Linked DNA regions of Sus scrofa: region 2 is linked to region 1. A link is a contact called in public HiChIP or PLAC-seq data. All regions are on one chromosome and are shown on one strand. The core of a region is the stretch at or near the end of the contact, and the rest is flanking DNA. Distances in the headings are between cores, read along the strand shown. Region 1 overlaps ZNF648 (a long non-coding RNA gene). Region 2 overlaps ZNF648 (a long non-coding RNA gene).

Region 1 (3,928 bases), core at 769-3,268:
GGGAACTCCTCAACTCATTTTAAATATCAGAAAATGTTTTTGTCATTGAACCCTATGGTTATGAACTCATCTGAATAACACGCTAAAAATTGTTTTGAATGTTACATAGGAATCCTTGGAAAATGAAATAAAATATCTTTATAACTATTCTTCTCGACTGGGATACAGCAGGGAGCAGATGAGAAACCCAATTTCCGCCACTTTGCAAACACTGGAAGGTAACTCGATCCATTCTGAGACTAAGATTTTAGAGATTGCTTCAGACTCCTTATTAAAAGAATATTTGTTGGGCAAAAGTCACTTTCATCATTTCAGTTAGAAGTTGAGTTTTAGTAACCAGTCTCACCAGGGAACATTTTTTTTTTCAATCTTTCTGACTGTACTCTAGTGAGGAGGAATTTCAAGTCCATGAATCCTGCTAATACTATGCCTACTAATTATTATGATAGCTAACATTCACTGAGACAATGCTAGGCCAGGGCGTGTCCTAAGTGTTATGCATGTGCTAACACATGCAGTCGTCAGAAACATCTCTGAAATGGGTGCTATTATTAGTCCTTTTGGACAAACACAGAACTAAGGTTATGTATGGGTGTGGAGAATCTGACCTTCGGTGGTCTGCCAGCCCCTAAATGCAGAGCTGGGACTCAGACCCAGGCAGTCATGCTGCTTCGTCTACCAACTACCTCTAAAAGATGCAGCTCCTCATTATCCTTAAAAACCTAGGACATTGAACCAGATACCCCCTTTTAACAGGAAGATTAGAAACTTATTTTTCTCCAAGAGGAATTTATTTGCACATGTTGATGAGCTATCCTGCTCCTGGAAAGGTGTTCAAAATAACCTTGTTCAGTTTTCATGACTCCATGTGGTCATTTCTCTATTTTTATGCTTTCTTTTCATGTGTGGATGCGATCTGGATTTTGCCCTTAAAGTGAAACTATGCAGTTTTCTTCTGAAGCAAATTGCTTTAAGTAGAAAAGCTGCTTCCAGCAAAATGACGAAGCATTCCAAGTATCACCGGTGTGCATGGTGTGGTCCAAAGGGGGCCCTGAAGCTTGCCGAGCACTAACAAGCCATCTCTGGTTAGCGAGCCGACAGGTGCCTGCAAGTCCAAGCAGCAGATGACATCAGGCCGAGGCTGGGGTCCCACAGGCAAACTCACCCCAGCGGACCTCGTGATACTTTGGGAGGCCAGGCTCACTGTCTCCCATTCCTAGTCACCTTGTTACCAACTCCTGTGGAAAATTTAATGTGGCCAGAAGGAATTCTGACCTCTTTTAGACAAAAACATGCTCATGTTTTTATGATGAACTATTGCATATTTTTATTGAAAACATTTAATACTGCTCTAAAAGGGTGACTATTTTTTAGGTATTGCCCCACTGCTGATTTCTGATTGAATGCTGCCAAGAACAAGAAAGGAGGAAAAAAAAAAAAAAAAAAAAACTGGAGACGCTATCAGATTCATTAAACATTGTATTTAATTGTTCTTGTATTTAAACCCTGCCCTTATCAGTGACATTGCCACTTTTCTCATTTTTCAAAGTTGCATATTGGAAGAAAACAAGAAAAGGGAGCAATGGTGTGGCCTGGGAAACTAGGGTGTTTACTGCCTAGAGGAACCAGAAGTTCATATGGGCCTGGCTGGCTGAAGAAATGACAGCTCAGCATAGGGAAGGGGAGGGAAAAAAAAAAAAAAAAAAAAAAGGCGATAGCAGCAGCAAAGCAAGAACAAAACATTTAAAGAGATCTGGCCAGAACTGGTCTGCACAAATTCCTGTCCTGCCTTCCTCCTCCTCGCTCCCACAAGCCGCAGCAATCTTGCCTTCCCTAGGAAACTGCAACTCCTACCTCCTCCGAGGGGGCTGCGCACGCGCCCCGTGCCGGGGTGCGCGCATTTTCCCTCTCGGCACCCACGGAAGGCAGAGCACGTGTGCGGGAGGGTGGAGGGTGAGGAGTGGAGCAAGAGAAAGACAGCTCAGCTGGCTGGCCCTTGCCCCTGAAGAAAACAAGCGGAGGCAGGGAGGAAAACATACTGTTCCTGCAATCTGATCACCTCCGTGCAAGCCTCTGGGTTACACACCCCAGGACGCCGAGGCCCAGAGGCGAAACTGATTACACTGGGCAGGAAAACCTCGCGTGGTGACTGTTCCCGGGCAGATTAGAAACACATTGTTGGAGCAGGGGGGCCAGGGGGCCCGGAGCGTGCAGGGCAGTAGGGCTGGAGGCTGGGTGTGGGCTGGGGCCAGAGAGCTCGCGGGGAGGGGGTCCAAACGCCTGCGGAGAGCTCTGTGAGCTGATTCCTGCTCCCCGGGTGGCCCCTGGCAGCTGCCCAGGCCTCACAGTGAGAAATCTGGAACAACGAAGGCGCTAGGACAAAAGGGTCTCTGGCCAGAGAGGGGCTGCAGGGTTTATGGGGCCAGGAGCACCCCGGTGTGAGACTGGGGATCAGACTGTCCAACAGGGCTTGTGTAAGAGAACCAACGTTCATTGGGCGTTTACTGGGAGCAGGGCACTGTGCTAGGCTCCTTTTATATATTTCATCGAGTTTGGGATCACAGTATGGAATTCTCGCTGAATTGAAAAGTGGGAAGTAAAGAGCTGTTTTTTGCCAGGTGACCCAAACCCTACGGTTGCCCAGTGCAATTTGTTTGAAATAGCAACTAGAGGCCCACTGGGAATCTTGTCAGTAGGAAACCAGTAGAGCCCGCCCCCCTTTAGCTTCCAGCTCAGGCAAGGACATTCAGGAGTGTTGAGGACCGAAGGGTGTCTTCACATCTTCCTCTCTGGGCCCTCATCCATGGAACTGCTGGACCCGCCGCCTCTCAAAGCCCCGCTTCCCTTGGGGGGAATCCTGGTAATCGCTGAGCCACCGCTGAAGTTCTCTACTCTAGCGCCACCTGGTGGCTCTTGGCGGCTAGTCCATGGCCGACTTGGCTGGGAATTGCTGTTTTATAGCCGCTAAATGAATGTCACCACCTCGGTTTTGTGAGGTCCACCTGTTCTTTCACTGCGCCGTTTATCTCCATGTTATTGTCACTCCAGGTTTTCATAGTCTTTGCCAGTTCTCTGCTGCTTCATCTCACTAAGTCACTTCTAGTGTTATTTTCGTAGAGTTCCAAATCAGGGAGTTCTTGATCCTTATAATTTTGCTAGTGGACAAACTTTTTCATTTGAATATTTTTCATTTGTCTAGGACATGCTTTGCTCCCTCTTCCTCCAAGTCTTTGGGACATGGACATATTTCTGGGTGTTTGTTTTTACTCCGTGTGAGTGGTACAAGGTTGTATCTCATCCAAATTTGTCCCTCCCAACAATACTAAATTAACATCTAAGTCTGGGCACTGAGACTGGGGACAGCAGCTCTGTCCAGTCCCAGGGTGAGTTCCCTGCCAACCTAGAAGCCCTCTCTGAGAATACAGGTGAGAGACTTTGCTCAGATTTTGACCAAAAGGCTTGGTCTGATGTCTGATTCGATCCATGAAGCCTGACCAATCACAGTGGAAAAATCAGCCTTATAGTCAATGAACCTGGAGGCCAGGGGAGTTTGTTCAGACTGGCAGTCACAGATGCACTGTGCTGGGTGCATGTCCACTGCAAACCAGGACAGGCAAGGTCAGAACCAAAAAGGCAGGGTCAGGCCAAGGATAGAGAGTTCTGGAAGGAAAAGAGGTTGGGTCTGAGGAGGCCTGATGAGATCTGGGAGGAGATTGTGAAGAAGCCAAGGCAAGGATGCTGGCGCTCATGTCAGGAGTCTGCTGCATGGCAGGGGTTCATGGAGAAGGTAGTTTTCACCCACCTGGGCCAGGTCCACAGGGCTGAGCATACTCTCCAGATGTCTGGTTGCTATTCCTTCAAGGAGGCCTATCAAGATCTCATGTAAACAGAACCTCCCATCAGCCACCCTGATGACACAGTGCCACAG
Region 2 (3,928 bases), core at 885-3,384, 49 kb before region 1:
AGGCAGGGCCCAGTATCACTGTTCTGAGGGAAACAGGATGAGAAAGTCTTTTTCTTCCCTTGAGTCCTCGAGCAGTCGTCACCATTCTTCATGCTGTTTTGCTTGTCCAAAAATTAGGGCATGACCATGTGGTGAGCAAAACCTGACAATACTCACTGGACACAAAAATTCAGAATGAAGTAAGTCTCTGGAACAGAAAACTAGCTTCTGGAGTCTGCTGGAAAACACCACCCAGAGCTTCAGCGGAGAAGTCATACAGCTTTTTATATGGGGAATTTTTCTTTTCCCTTTTATGGCCACATCTGCAGCATATGGAAGTTCCTGGGTGAGGGGTAGAATCGGAAGCAGCTGAGGCCTATGCCACGGCCACGATCTGAGCCGCATTCTGTGACCTAAGCCACATCTTGAAGCAATGCCAGTTCCAATAGGGAACTCCTATATGGGGAAGGTATTTTTTTTTTTTTCAGGGTCACACCTGAAGCATATGGAGGTTCCCAGGCTAGGGGTTTAATTGGAGTTGCAGCTGCCGGCCTACACCACAGCCACAACAGCAACGCCTGATCAGAGCCCTGTCTGTGACCTACACCACAGCTCACGGCAATGCTGGATCCTTAACCCACTGAGCAAGGCCAGAGATTGAACCCAGGTGCCCATGGATGCTAGCTGGGTTCATTACTGCTGAGCCACAATGGGATCTCTGGGAATTTTTAAAACCTGCCTTTTCCCCACTTCAAAATACAGGTCCAGTTATTGCGTGACAATCACTATTATCCAAGAAAATAAAGGAAAAATAGGTCAAAATCAGGAAAAGGAAAGGACAAATCAGTCATAGCAAAAAATGTCACCTGTGAAGTGGCGTGGGGTGGTGGCATGTAGGAAGAGAAATGGATCTACCAGTCATGCTGGTGACTGTGTCCTGGGTAAGGGCTTTGTCCCAGAATTGTGTTCAGCAGCACCCCCTTTGATTCTCAGAGTTGTCCTTGTGTGGATGAGAAGCTCTTTGGTCGCCTAGTAGTCACAGGGAATCTAGAATATCACTTACACACTTACGTGATGGGAGGGGGGAAACTGCATGCTATTTGGGCCACAAAGCCCTGAATTATTACAGGCAGGTGGACACTTAGTGAAGGAACTTCTAGAACCTTGTTCTCTAAGCCAGGGTGCTCTTCCTCTTATTTTTACTAAGCCCTCTATTTTTTTTAAATTAAAAAAAATTCTTATATATAATGATTTTTATTTTTTTCCATTATAGCCGGTTTACAGTGTTCTGTCAATTTTCTACTGTACAGCAAGGTGACCCAGTTATACATACATGTATAGATTCTTTTTTCACACATTATCATGTGCCATCATAAGTGATCAGACACAATTCCCAGCGCTACACAGCAGGATCTCATTGCTTATCCATTCCAAAGGCAATAGTCTGCATCTATGAACCCCAAGCTCCCAGTCCATCCCACTCTCTCCCTTTCCCCCTTGGCAACCACAAGTCCGTTCTCCAAGTCCATGATTTTCTTTCAAGCCCTCTCATTTTTACTGAAGCCCATCTGCTGGCTGGTGAAATGCAAGTGGAGAAAATAGGAGGATACAGGGTGAGGCAGGGAGGGGAGAAAAAGCCCAAGAAGTCATGGGATCCTCAGTCCATTTTATACCATGAAATCACACGGGGAAATGGACTCAGTGACTGTGCTTGTCTGCCACAGCTCTGTTTGTCTTTCTGGAAGGCAGAAGTCCTGCTTTGGGAGTGGACAGCATTGGTCAGCAGCCTGACTCGGCCTGACTCGGCCTGACTCGGCCTGACTCAGTGGCCCCTCTGCACAGTTCCCTGTTCTGGGGTTCCCATGAAGTGTCTTCAAGATACATGCCAGTTTCTGACCGTTGTAGACAAGACCACCTCAGTGTTTGGTATTTGTGTTCCACTGGCAGTCAGGATGTGTATGTGTGTGTGTCTGGTGGGCGGTGTGGGTGAACCACCCTAATCCAGGAAAAGCACACAGGCAACCCCCCCAACTCGGGCGGCACCCAGCTGGCCCCCTGTGTTCTATTTTAAAAGCTCCAACGTAGTCTGATCTGAGGTCTGTCCATTTCATCCCTTCCTTGTTTACTGGAACATTGGGTCACTGCAGTGCAGCTGGAACACAATCTCTGGGCGATTCAGCAAGGCCAAGGCGGGCCGTACAAGGCGTCACATCATTGCACTGTTTTTCCTCCCCTCCCACTGAGTTTTCTTGGAAGTTCTGAGCCAGGCTCAGTGTGTATCTCCAGAAATGCATTCCACATTCCCAGCTGCTTACAACTCAGCAAGTCTCACTGTCCCTCCTTTTAAAATCCACGTGCCCTGAAGGGTTAGAGAGAAAGAAGCCCACACCAAGGGTTGTCCCAGGCTCCCGGTGTGTTTGCTACTGCTTGCTGCACAGAGTTCCGACAGGGTCCTCCCTTAACAAGCAAAGAGGAAAATCATCTCTGTTGCGATGCCAGTGTGACTCGGCAAAGTTGCATCTAGCGTGCGCGTCTGTCCTGGCTGAGGGGGGCTGAGAGAGGCTTTGCTGCCCTTTTCCCCCTTGAATACGAGTTTCTCGTGACTTTCCACCACCCTGAACTCACAATGATCCGTCAAGGACCTTCTCCTATTTCCCTCCCAGCACCATCCTAATTTCCTCCCTTCAGTGGCTTCTCTCCTCTTCATGATCACTTTATCCCTTCCTGGACCAGAGGAAATAATGAGAGACAGGTGAGAAACAGCCAAACACATCAAAAATCCTATTTGTCTCATTGAGGGTGAAAATGGTGCCTCTGTCTTTTACATTTGTACTTGCTGTTGAATTAGCCATTGATTCCTTAGGATGGAGCGCCAGCCTCACTTGGGATCTTGTTGAAGTGCATGGTCTCAAGCCCTAGCCCAGACCTTTTGACTCAAAGCCTCTTGGGCTGTACAGGCCAGCAGTCTGAGTTTTCACAAGCCCTCCGGGTAACTCTGATGTGTGCAAGTTTGGGAATCCTTAGGGTAGAGGGGTCTCCGTGGAGATGGGGGGAGGGGAGGCTTGCGGTTTCCCTCTGCGCTCAGATGTTAGAATCAGTGGCGGGGAACAGAGCCTGTGCCGTGCTCCTTAGGGCTGGCTCAGGCCCCTTGCCTTTCAAGCTGGGGCAGGTGTAAGAGTGAAGGTGAGGAGAAGGACTGAGAAGCCATGGTGACCCTATCGGATGCCCTCCGTGAGCTGGCTCTATGCACCACCCTTTGGATGGGAATCTAGAGCTTCCTGATCATCTCTCAGACCAAGTCATGTAATGGTTTAGAGTCCATCACTCTACTTCTCATCTGCTCTCAGGTCACTAAGCCAAACACTAGATACAGATGGAAATTGTAGAGTTTATTCCTTTTATTTTTTATTAGACTAAATTGAACAAACAACCAGAAATGTGCTCTTCATCTTGTCAATGCTTTCCTTTCTATACTCTGAAGAGCCCCCAAGATTATTAAGAGGTATTGAGATCTATGAGGCTAGACACGTGATATCCAATTTGCATTTCCCAGCCATATGTGGCTACCGAACAATTGACATGTGGGTAGTCTGAGCTGAGACATGCTCAGAGTATCCATACACAGCATATTGCAAAGGTATAGTCCAAAAAAAGGATAATTATTTCATTAATACTTTTAATATTGGTTTCATGTTGAAAGTATAACACTTAGACTGTATTGGGTGACATAAACTGTATTAACATTATTATTATTATTATTATTATTTTTCCATGCTCATGGCATGTGGAAGTTCTCAGACCAAGGATCAAAACTGTGTCACAGCAGTGACCCTAGCTGCTGCAGTGACAATGCCAGATCCTTAACCTTCCGCACCACAAAAGAACTCCAACATTAATTTCATCTATTTATTTTCACCTTTTAAATTGTGGCATTGGAAAAATTAAAAAT

The links. HiChIP or PLAC-seq counts read pairs in DNA pulled down with a chosen protein or histone mark.
Region 2: an H3K27ac HiChIP or PLAC-seq map of skeletal muscle shows a contact between it and region 1. The contact joins two enhancer-like sites. A contact is called at or near these places in 12 of 47 Hi-C or Micro-C datasets (alveolar macrophages, epiblast stem cells, heart right ventricle and 6 more) and 2 of 2 datasets of contacts at active chromatin or transcription factors (alveolar macrophages and skeletal muscle).

The regions. Positions count from the first base shown.
Region 1 is chr9:123,579,326-123,583,253 of Sscrofa11.1, reverse strand. The region is part of intron 9 of ZNF648 (a long non-coding RNA gene); the gene reads left to right. Among named protein-coding and RNA genes, the nearest start is that of ZNF648, 130 kb to the left of the region's middle. Within about 2 kb of position 2,018, at least 44 of the 83 cell types and tissues checked have an H3K27ac peak or open chromatin away from gene starts, as enhancers often do. A contact at or near this core is called in alveolar macrophages, liver, mesenteric adipose tissue and 3 more, where this site is marked.
Region 2 is chr9:123,628,802-123,632,729 of Sscrofa11.1, reverse strand. All of the region lies in intron 3 of ZNF648 (a long non-coding RNA gene), which reads left to right. Among named protein-coding and RNA genes, the nearest start is that of ZNF648, 76 kb to the left of the region's middle. Within about 2 kb of position 2,134, at least 26 of the 83 cell types and tissues checked have an H3K27ac peak or open chromatin away from gene starts, as enhancers often do. A contact at or near this core is called in alveolar macrophages, liver, mesenteric adipose tissue and 3 more, where this site is marked.